Linked DNA regions of Mus musculus: all the other regions are linked to region 1. Evidence: chromatin contacts called from public Hi-C, HiChIP or PLAC-seq and promoter capture Hi-C data. All regions are on one chromosome and are shown on one strand. The core of a region is the stretch at or near the end of the contact, and the rest is flanking DNA. Distances in the headings are between cores, read along the strand shown. Region 1 holds the start of Rbm26 (RNA binding motif protein 26). Region 2 holds the start of Slain1os (SLAIN motif family, member 1, opposite strand). Region 3 holds the start of 4930518C04Rik (a long non-coding RNA gene). Region 4 holds the start of Slain1 (SLAIN motif family, member 1).

Region 1 (2,700 bases), core at 25-2,524:
GATGTATTTTGCATTAAATAAATACATAAAATATTCCTAAAATCTTTCAATATTTCAACAGTCGCACAAACTACTCAATTTCTCCTTAAATGCCAAATATTCCATACGGATAGAGATTTGGGTTTGTTGGTTTTTTTCCCCCTTCTTCAAAGTAATAGGATGTAGGTGGCAAGGGGTCTGGGGCTTCCTGGGCTTAGCACCTGTTACATCTTCAATCAGTTAAGAGAGGTGCGTATGAGCCACACACCACATGGAAGACGTGGCCTTTCTTTAAGGGACTGTAAGCGAAACCTTAGGTTTTTAAACTCGAACTTCCCTGATCCCTAAGAAAAAGCCATGCACTTCGTCTTAAGAAGCACTGTGGAACTATCTACCACCGGGAGGAGAAGCTAGCACTCGGGAGGAGCCGAGAAGCCGATGTGGAGGGCCTCGGAAGACACACACAGGTGTACGGGGAAGTTTGCCATCGGTCTGCCTATAACGGGAAAGGGGAAAGCAAAGCAGGGCACACCGGTTCAAAGATCAGCTCGACCATTACAATCAAGCCCAGCTCCAGCTTTGGCTATGTTGAGCCTGGACGGGAAGGTGGGCGAACAGAGAAAGCAGAGCCTTGGGGGGACTCCCCACCTCCCGGTTCTTCGCTTCGGCCTCCACCACTGAGTAAACTGCCCCGATCGGGGCGCCCGCCTGTCCACCACCGCCATCCCTGCGAGCGAGCACTGCTCCCCCGGGGGTTACTCACATGGGCTCGAGGGTCTTGCTGAGCCAGGACTTGAGCGCCTCGAAGTTTTCGATGATCATCTTAGAAACCATCCACCGCGGCCCCGAGGCCGGCCTCGCTCCTGCGCTCGCCCAGGTCGCCGCCGCCGCCCCCTCCTCCGCGCGCCGTCCGCGTGGGCAGCGGTGGGAGGTGCCGGTGGCAGGTCCCCGCGAGCCGCGGGTCGGCGAGCACCTCGGCGGGGGCCGCCGCAGGCCACGCGCCCACCGGGTCCCCGGAGCTTCTCCCCTCGGCGGACCCTGGCCCGGGCTGAGGCAGCAACCGTTTGCCGGCCGGGCCCTCCCCCCTGCCCCGCTCCCCCAGTGAATCTTCCCGAAGGGGAGCCGAACGCGCTCCGACCCGGGCTCTCCTCTCAGCTTTGGGATTAGGTGCTTGGTTGGTGGCCACGCGGCAGAGCAGACGTGAAGAAAAGCGACAACGAAGGGCGGCTCAATGGGAACGGTTCGGGGGTCTTCCCGGCTTCCAGCACCCCCAAGAAGATGGCTGCCGGTAAATCTCGCGAGAATGAGTGCGAGTCTCGCGGTGCGGCCCGGAGCATGCTGGGAAGAGACGCAAGTTCGGCCGGGTGAGAGCTGGGCAAATCCAGTAGTGGATCGAGGATTGACCAATCGCAAGGGTTGAGGCCTCGGTCCCCTTTTATCCATCGGCCTTCGTGGTGAATAAGCACAAGCGCCGTCTTACTTCACCAGGATGGAGTGGCCGCGGGCTCCCAGGCCTTGTCCTCTGAGAGGATTGTGCTTGTCAGCACGAGTGAACCTAGAAGATGGGAGCTCTCCATAAGAAGACGGCCAGCAGTGTTTGCAGGGGTCCTGCACTGTGCGACCTGCCCTCGGTGTCACAGCATCCTCCAGTACCATCTTCTGTGTGTGCTGCCCCGTGCACACGATGGGTAAACACACACTGGTCTAATCTAACCCACCGAGACCTCCAGAGGATTAGTGTTCTTATCCCAAAGTACAGGACTTTTTGGCCAAGGTCTAATGACCTATGGATGCCCCAAACCAAAGATACCTTGTTGATTTCCAACCTACAAGAGAAAAAAAAAAAAAAAAAAAAAAAAAAAAACAGTTTTGTTACATTTTAAATTCTGTTCATTTAGAAAAGTTTCAACTTTTCTCCAAGAAATTACAATGTACTAAAGAAGAGCATTCAAACCAGCATCCTATATACATCATAGGTGGTCCCGCAAGTTTGGTTCTATTATATTATTAGGAGACTACCAAAGACTAGTAGGCAATGGGCCACAATGGAATGAAAAAATAGTGGAATGGACAAATGGAATGAAAAAGTAGTCCACGAGTCTAAAGACACGGTCGGTGAACCATAAAGAAAGTCTTGATGCGACAGAATTTGCAATATGCTGGAGTGGAGTGTCCTTTAAGCATTAACTAAAAAGGTTATAAAATACAAAGCTAGACGTTTGCTCTAAAATATGATGCCATGAGTGAGACGTTAATTAGATTTAAGCTAATGAAGAATTAAGATATTAATTAAGATGATTTAGCTAACTGAAATACCGCAGATATGAAAAGACAAAATATTTAGAATTCCATTTCTAGAGGTTGCTAGAGTCCCAGGAGTGACCGAATGCAGAATGGTGGTTGCCAGGAGGCAAAGGGGGATCTTGAGAATTACGTCTCAGTGATGCAGAGTTTCAGTTTGGAATGATAAGAGTTCTGAAACAGTTGGTGACTGAACAGTTTGACTATACATCTAATGCCATGAAGTTGTACACATACAATTATTAAAATGGTAAACTTTAGGTTACATATAGAATGTATAAATAATATACTATTGAGAATCGCGTGTTTCTGTTTAAAGGCACCATACCCAATATTGTCGATGAATCAATATTGACTCCTGTTCCCGGGCACTGTAGCACATGTTTAAACAAAGCCCGTATAGTCCATGTGCTTTTCTCT
Region 2 (2,700 bases), core at 103-2,602, 1.5 Mb before region 1:
TTCCAGTACCTCTCAGAAAAAGGCCACCAGCTAGGAGCTGAGGCTTCAACACAGGATCCTTCTTGGTGACATTTTATGGTCAAACCACTAACATGAAAGATATGTCTATGTATATGCAAATGTTCTACAACATGCGGGGCTGGAGAGATGGCTAAGTGATGAACTGGCTGCTCTTTCAGAGGACTCCAATTTGGTTCCTAGGCCACATCATAGCTCACAACCTTTTGTAACTCTAGTTCTAGGGGATATGATGCCGTCCTTTGGACTCTGGACACTAGGCATACACAGACATACATTCAGTCAACACACCCACATGATTGATTGATTGATTGACAGATGGTAGAAATATATATGTGTGTGTGTATAGTAGAAGATATATAGATAGAATATAGAAGATAGATGGATAGTTGGATAGATAGATGTAGATGATAGACAATAGATTGATAATTTCTCAAGTTTGAAAACATCCCAAATGTTAGTCTAAGGCTTGTTTCCCAGCATTTTAGATAGAGCACTCAGCCTGTGTCATGGTTTACTGATTTTTACCAGGCTGTGAGCTCTGGACTTGGACCTTGGTTCGTTGTGAATGAATGAGTGAAATAAACATGAGTTCATGAATGAATCTATATCCATTAAATAGTTAAATTAGTAGGGTGTCTAATGAAGGCAAAGCTGATTCACGAATTTACTAATGATGCAAAACAGAGAGGCCTGTTCACTGACTGATGTCAGTTATTTTTAGACAGCAGGCTAATTATGAAGAATTTTACCTGAGGAAAAATATACATTCTAGGTCTGAGTAAATGAAGACTAACAGTGTAAGTATGAAGCAATAGAAAAATGTTTCGTCTTTAGCAAATATAGGACGATAAGGAATGTGTTGATTGTAACTTTGTGTGTGGACAATAGTCTTTGAGTGCCATAATAATTAACACAACACAAAATAGGAAGGAGTGTTCATGATTTTGGATTTCTAGCTTTGAAATACTAAAAAACTAATGCGAGCATGTTGGAAGGAAATGGCCTGTGGCCAGAGCTGAGACCATCTGAACTGCAGAGTAAATAATAATAGATTATAATTGATAGTGCCATATAAATATCTCTGGGTCCATGCTTAACAAAGCAAAAAACAAGGGATGGATGGGGGGGATTCTCTATAGGCGGGATTCTATTTAAAATACATAAAGAATTAAGATAGAAAAGTCACGTACAGGAAAGCAGAACAAACAAGAGGCATTACTGTGCATTAGGTCGGTCACTCTGCGGTTTGGATGGGAATGGCCCCCATAGCTCTACATTTGGATGCTTGGTCAACAGGGAGCATCAGGATTGGTCGATAGCATTAGAAAGGAGGAGGAGAAACAGCCTTGTCGGAGGAAGTGCGTCATTGGGGGTGGGCCTTGTTGGAGGAAGTGCATCACTGGGGGTGGGCCTTGTTAGAGGAAACTCAAAGCCCACACCAGACCAGTCTCACTCCCTTTGTTCTTGTGGCTATGGTCCCCAGCTCCAGCCCCAGCACCTGCCTGTATGCCGCCCTGCTCCTGTCATGTCAAGCCTCTCAAACTGTAAGCAAGCCCCCAGTTAATTGCTTTCTCCTTTGAGAGTGCCATGGTCATGGTGTCTCCTCACAGTAACTCAGATGTTCCCATTTCAGGTTTAGGGCTTAGGATTCTGCAGAGGCTGGGGAGAAAACTTCATCAACAAAGGACTGTGTCGTCAGACTGGACCTCGGGTTTTATGAAATCCAGGCATCATAACCTTCCTGACTTTTTCATTTCTTACTTATAAAACTCAAATGATGTCTATCTTTGCTATTTTCTTCTGGTAGCTATTATTTCTTTTTAATGTGGGTCCCTTACATATTTTGACTGTAAGGGACATAGTTCATCAGTAGGACCCTTCTTTTTTTCTTTTTTTTCTTTTTTTGTTTTTTTGAGACAGGGTTTCCCTGGCTGTCCTGGAACTCACTTTGTAGACCAGGCTGGCCCGGAACTCAGAAATTCGCCTGCCTCTGCCTCCCAAGTGCTGGGATTAAAGGCGTGTGCCACCACCGCCCAGCCAGTAGGACTCTTCTTGAAAGCTACTCTGTACTGTCATTTCAAATGAAATTGGACTTTCATTGAGTCCACCAGACACTTTTGGGTGAATCAGCAGCAGTCTAAGCATTCCATATTAATATGTAGTAAGGTTTTGTTGATTTAAATCTTATTCAATGTGTCTTGGCAATGTTTTATAGACTTTTGTTTTGAGAGATTCTATAGCTCTAAAATTAAGCTTATTTCAAAGTATTTACTTTTTTATAAATAGTGGGTTTTTTTTTCAAATTTAGCTTCTACTAGTTTTATGGTATATCAGTTTTCTCCTTTCTATAATAAAACACCTGAGAAGCAATTAAGGAAGGAGGAGTTTATCTTGGCTCACAATCCATCATGGCAGGAAGGCATGGAGCAGGTGGCTGGTCACATGACATGTGCACAGGGAGGCAATACAGGTGCTCAGCTGGATGTTTTCTTTCTGTGCAGTCTAGAACCCAGCCGATAGCATGGTGCTACCCACATTCAGGAGAGTTCTTTCCTCCTCAATTGAAGAACTCCTGGAAAGCCTTCTTTGCCCAGGGCCTGTGTTTCCATGGTGATTCTAGTCTGGTCGAGTTGACAGTGAAGAGTCACAGTCACAGATGCTAATTAGGATGTAATTGTT
Region 3 (2,700 bases), core at 137-2,636, 1.3 Mb before region 1:
TGTTCCTCCTTGCTGTGATGTTTGCCTCTGTGGAGCTATGTAGATGTTCATCTGAGTTTGCAGCCTGAGCCAGGTCATCTGGGTGAGCTGCCTCTGCCTGCAGGCCCCACTTTTCTCAGGACACCACCCTGATGGCCCTTTTCTACCTCACCTGACATTCGTTTCTCCTTAGGATTCTCATCCAATGCATTTTAGTTAAATATGAAACAAAAAAGACAGTCATGAACATGACTCAAGTTCATCCCTAAGTTCATGAAGAGTTGTATCTAAACAAGAAATTGCCTTTTATGTAAAATGACAATCTCCTTCTCTCTCCTTCCTTCTTATCCCCACCTCTTCAGTGTGCGTGTGCGTGTGCGTGTGCGTGTGCGTGTGTGTGTGTGTGTGTGTGTGTGTGTGTTTTGGTGATTGAAACATTGGACCTCATAGATTCTAGGCAAGGGCTCTACCACTGAGCTACACTCTCAGACGCTCTTTTGGTTTTTAAATGTTATTATTAGCTCATAAAGCAGAAGCCTATGTATGACAAGCCTGGTATATTAAGCAACATTAAGAATATCTATCCTCTTGGTCTGGTTGTATAACTCAGTGAGTTAAGATACTTGCCACTGGGTCAGATCCTGATCTGACTTCAGTTCTCAGGCCCCATTGAAAGGTTAGAACTGACTCTGGCAAGTAGTCCTGTGGTCTATAGACAGTGCACGGGCAGGCATGCTTGTGAGAGTGCATGTGTGTGCGCATGCGCACACACACACACACACATCACACACACCACACAGACACACATCACATACACACACCACATAACACACACACACACACACACACACACACACACACACACACACACACACCCCACAGTTCATTAGTTAGGAAATATAACTTGTTTTATGAAAGAATTATTTTTCTTCTTGAGTTTTATATTTTCTCTGGATTTTGAACATTTTGGTATTGAGTAATTATAACAGCTCATGTTAACTGCAGATTTACTTCATAAAATATTTCAAATTTATGTCATACTTGGTATTAAGAATAATGTTATATCATATATAGTATTTCCTCCTATCTATGGCTGAGAACAAAGTGTTGAAAGATTCATTTATTAACTCTTGTTTTTATTCAGTAGATATGCCTTGAACTTTTATGCCATTCTGAGCTCCCGGGAAAAAGAAAGTTACAGGAGATAAACGTTTTCCGGCCTCATATAATTTATGTTGAATGGCAGAGTTAGCAATAAGTAAAAAACTGTTTTACTAATTTTAAGAAAGGAAATATACATGCATGTTTTGCATTAAGGAGGGCTGAGAGTGTTATGTGGGGCGTCACTGGAAAGTCAGGTGACCCTCGAATCTTCTGTGCTCTGAGCTAATGCACGGGCCGCACTGCATACTTTTCATTAACAAGAAGTTGCCCAATAGATGAAACCACACTCATTTCCCCTAAGCCTCACACCCCTCCTGCGCCTGGATGCAGTGTCAGGGTAACAGGCTGCTGCTTCCCACCAGACTCTCACACCACAGAGATGCCTTCAGCTACTTAAATCCTTCACACTGAGAAGAGAAAGGACTCTCGCTGGCCCCTCAAGTGTGAAAGTTTGATTCAGCCCGCGCTGCTAAAATCTCTATCAGTTATAACGTAAATGCAATTTAATGAGATTTCCTGCATCACTACTTCATTTTGTAAAAGATTAAGCACCTTTCACATGAGAAGAATATTTTGACGATATTTGCTGGAGACGAAGAGAAGGAAAGTGACTTGTGTGGGCATGTCTATGGTGAAGCTGTAAAGTCGGAGACTAACCAGGGTTGCCGCTTGCAAAGGCCATTTGTTCTTTCTCCTCAGAGCAGTAAAAGCAGCTGAGAAAATGGGAGTCCGGCATTTCTAGAGGGTTGTCATAGCGACAGGAGTTTGGTACAATACTGTCTATTTACTCGTCCCGACTCTTGGTTACCTCCCTCGTGACCCCGTGGAGCCTGAGGTAATGCATTCTGCACGGTAGCTGGGGTCTGAGGAGGTTCTAAGAACTTGCGGACAATTATGCATTGTGTTTCATTATTCATCACAGTGGGGTAACGTGAATCCCTCTGATGTCCACTGCAGGCTGATCTGAGGCCCCTGTTCACAAGGGAAGTCATGAGGAACGTGTATGCTGTTTTCAAAGCCTTCCCTACCTCCACCATTCTCCTTCGACTCGACAGGAATAATGTGTTTATGATGAGAAACGACTGTCCTGCTTTCTAGAGCTTGACTCTGTTCCAGACCATTGCTTTTTGTACACAAAGTGCCTCCCGCTATCAGAGAGTGGAGATATTTGCTCTGGACTACTTTATCATCTTCAAACCGTCACTGGCAGAAATGTGTGTGTGAGGTCAGCGCATTCATTCCACCAGCACCAGAAGCTAGCGCGTATCTGCGGCTGTAAATAAACAAGGGGCACGATGTTAGAAAAAAAAATGTTGGGGTTCTGACCTGCGCAAAGTCGACTGGAATGTTTCCCTAGTATTTATCCTCTGCTTTTCCAAGCTTTGTATAAACATGAATTTCCAGAATTTTTTAAGAACTGACGCTGATGAAAAAAATTCAGTCTTCTAATGAGTTTGTAAAACACATCAGATTTAATTGTTGAATACTATAAAAACAACAACAACAACAATAACAACAACAATGTGAACAGAAAGAAAAGGTGCATGTGCGTATTGA
Region 4 (2,700 bases), core at 92-2,591, 1.5 Mb before region 1:
GGTAACTTCAGGGAAGTTAGCATACACTAACTTCCAGAAGCTCTCTCCAGCCGAGTTAAATTCAGGACACCCACCTTTGCACATACACCCAAGTTTAGAGCTGTAGCTTGCCAAGTGAGAAGACACAAGTGTTTCTGAGCAGCAAGGCACAGGATCAAATTTTAAAAGATTAGAGGCAACATCCTAGCGCTGCCACAGAGATGTGCGGTATGTTTTCATTGACGTCATGTGTACAGTGCCTGAGCGAGGCCCTTCACAAGCTAGTACACCGTCTGAGGATGAAAATCAGCGGTGTGGATTGTTCTCGCACTATAACGGCAGGCTTTCCTTTGTGTTAAACCCACAAAATGCTAAGTCAACATTAACTGAACAAAACGATCGGTTCATCTGCGTAAAAGCATTTTTGTTGAAAAAATAAAAAGCATGGTTTCCAAGAATCCCCCCCCCCAAAAAAAAAAAAAAAACCAAACAAGCAAACCAACAAACAACAAAAAAGCAGGGAATGTTATACCTTTCCTCTTTTCGCTCAGGCACGTGTGACTTTAATAGTGTAAATGATTTAACAGATGGTGCACAATTTTGCTTGTATTTGCAATCACTGATGCCTGTTGTTCACTTGCTCAAAAAGCCAGCGTTTAGAACACAGTGGAGCATGCAGGAGATGCTCAAAGATCTTTTGTCTAATATAAAAGAGCATGAAAACCCAACTCTCCTTTCATGGTGAAAGACTGGTGGGGATAGTTCATATATGGCTATTTTAGATAGACTGAAGTGAACGCCTGACTCTTCAGCAGCTGGCCATCCTCCCTCATAGAGACTGGGATTTCTCACTTTCCCTCCTTATTCTCTCCTATCCCACCATTTTGTTTCTGTGCTACTTAATACTACCCTTAGCCGCATCTTTTCAAACAGACCCAAAGCATCTGTTGTTGCTTTTTTGGGGGGGGGGTGAGCATCATGTTCCCCAGACCTTTTTTCACGAGGTTTCATTAGCAGGTGGCAATACCCTGAAGTCTAAAAGTGCTCTTGTAAGAGGGCTAGCCATTGGCCCTGGGTACGTTTTTCCCCTGCCACAGACACCTGCTACTTCTTTAGATCCCGCCCCTGGCTGTAGTCCTAGAAGTGGGGTTCTCTCGCCCAAAGCGGAAGAAGTGCGAGCGGCGGGAAGTTCAGGCCAGGTCCAATCAGGCACCTGAGGTTAGGTGGTGTGGGTGCAGACGGATGCCCAGGGAGGGTCCCCGCCGCAGGTCCCGCCCCCACGACACATCCATCACCAGAAGCTCCGCCCCTCGCGCCCCGCCCCGTCCCGGGGCCTCGGCTAAAACCCGGAGCCGCTAGAGCAGAGCACGGTGCAGAGCTGCGCGGCTGCTTCTTCCTCGGCCGGAGGCTGGGCCCTGGTGCTGATGCTGGTAGGCTGCGCGAGCTGGGCCCGCGTAGCCTCCTCGCCGCGGCGCTCGGGGCTCCCGCGATGATGGCGGAGCAGGTGAAATGCGCCTCGCCGGTGGCGGCCTCCGGCGCCGGCCCGGGGCCGGTGGTGAACGCCGAGCTGGAGGTGAAGAAGCTGCAGGAGCTGGTGCGCAAGCTGGAGAAGCAGAACGAGCAGCTGCGCAGCCGGGCGGCCAGTGCGGCCGCCGCCCCGCACCTGCTGCTGCTGCAGCCGCCGCCGCCCTCCGCCCCGCCGCCAGCCGGGGCCTGCAGCCCGCTCGCCACGCACAGGGCCCCGGCCAGCACGACCTCCCCGGGCCCGGGGGCGCTGGGCCCCGCGTTCCCGGGCACCTACTGCTTGCCCAGCCCCGCGCCCTCCCTGCTCTGCAGCCTGCAGCCGGCTGACGCGCCCTTCGTCTACTCCAAGCCGGCGGCGGGCTTCTTCGGCGGAGGTGGCAGCCCGGAACCGGGGACCGCAGGGACCCCGCCGGGGGAAGCCGCCACGCCGCCGTTGCCGCCTCCAACGCTGCTGGACGAGGTGGAGCCGCTGGACCTGGAGAGCTTGGCCGCCTGGAGCGAGGAGGACGACTACACCTGGTATAGCCGAGCTCCGCCGCCCCCTCCCCCCGGAGTTGGGAGGCCCAGCACGCGGGGGCGGGGCGTGGGAGGCAGGGGACCCAGAGGCCTAGCAGGTGCCAAGCCCTGAGCAGAAGCTTTGCATGGAGGCAGAAACCTGTTTTAGCATTGTGCCTATTGGTCCGACTGGGGACTGCCATCTGCCCCGTGCTTTGCTCTTTGCTGATTACGGGGTCCCAAGCGCCTCGTTAGCCTTAAATGCACAACTCATGTCATCTTGTCGCTCAGCCCTGCTCTCTTCTCTCTCTCTCTCTCTCTGTGTGTGTGTGTGTGTGTGTGTGTGTGTGTGTGTGTGTGGTGAAGGTGCTTGTCTTCTGCTCTCCTCCACTGCTTACCGTTCTTTCCTTACAAACGAACGCTGCACAGGATTGGTGTGCAGCCCCCCTTTGGTCACATCGGAAGCCGCCTAGTGATGAGCCTCTTCTCAGACATCTGCTATTGCAGTTGAGTTGTGTAGTTATATATGCCATCTCTCTGTATTTTCATAGATAACCTTTCAGATACCGATTTGATTATTAAAGGTGTGCCATCCTGGTACGTCAGAGGCAAAGGTTTTTTTAAGGACTGGAGGGGGCAGATGGAGGCGCTACGTTCTTTTAAAAAAATTGAACTTAAGAGGAATTTTCATTAATTTAGAAA

What was found. Promoter capture Hi-C pulls out the DNA fragments that hold promoters and counts their contacts. A called contact is a pair of places that touch in the nucleus more often than the background predicts. HiChIP or PLAC-seq counts read pairs in DNA pulled down with a chosen protein or histone mark.
Region 2: a promoter capture Hi-C map of hippocampal neurons shows a contact between it and region 1, with 5 times the contacts expected there. The contact joins the promoter of Slain1os here to the promoter of Rbm26 in region 1. A contact is called at or near these places in 2 of 39 promoter capture datasets (hippocampal neurons and pre-B cells) and 3 of 115 datasets of contacts at active chromatin or transcription factors (large pre-B cells, microglia and stem cell-derived neural progenitor cells).
Region 3: an H3K27ac HiChIP or PLAC-seq map of microglia shows a contact between it and region 1, with 6 times the contacts expected there. The contact joins the promoter of 4930518C04Rik here to the promoter of Rbm26 in region 1. A contact is called at or near these places in 1 of 39 promoter capture datasets (hippocampal neurons) and 3 of 115 datasets of contacts at active chromatin or transcription factors (astrocytes, microglia and stem cell-derived neural progenitor cells).
Region 4: a Hi-C map of CD8 T cells shows a contact between it and region 1, with 3 times the contacts expected there. The contact joins the promoter of Slain1 here to the promoter of Rbm26 in region 1. A contact is called at or near these places in 2 of 39 promoter capture datasets (cranial neural crest and pre-B cells), 4 of 484 Hi-C or Micro-C datasets (CD8 T cells, LSK cells, effector CD8 T cells and 1 more), 6 of 115 datasets of contacts at active chromatin or transcription factors (astrocytes, embryonic stem cells, forebrain and 3 more) and 2 of 9 other capture datasets (liver and pancreatic islet).

Annotation. Positions count from the first base shown.
Region 1 is chr14:105,176,040-105,178,739 of GRCm38.p6, forward strand. It overlaps Rbm26 (RNA binding motif protein 26), which reads right to left and starts at 1,275. Exons shown (of 22, transcript NM_001368684.1): 1 at 743-1,275. The coding sequence starts at 813.
Region 2 is chr14:103,698,080-103,700,779 of GRCm38.p6, forward strand. It overlaps Slain1os (SLAIN motif family, member 1, opposite strand), which reads right to left and starts at 1,353. Exons shown (of 3, transcript NR_045148.1): 1 at 1,212-1,353. All of the region lies in intron 5 of Slain1 (SLAIN motif family, member 1), which reads left to right.
Region 3 is chr14:103,897,381-103,900,080 of GRCm38.p6, forward strand. 4930518C04Rik (a long non-coding RNA gene) reads left to right here and starts at 1,387. Exons shown (of 2, transcript XR_383716.3): 1 at 1,387-1,978; 2 at 2,101-2,700.
Region 4 is chr14:103,648,887-103,651,586 of GRCm38.p6, forward strand. It overlaps Slain1 (SLAIN motif family, member 1), which reads left to right and starts at 1,342. Exons shown (of 7, transcript NM_198014.3): 1 at 1,342-2,022. The coding sequence starts at 1,469.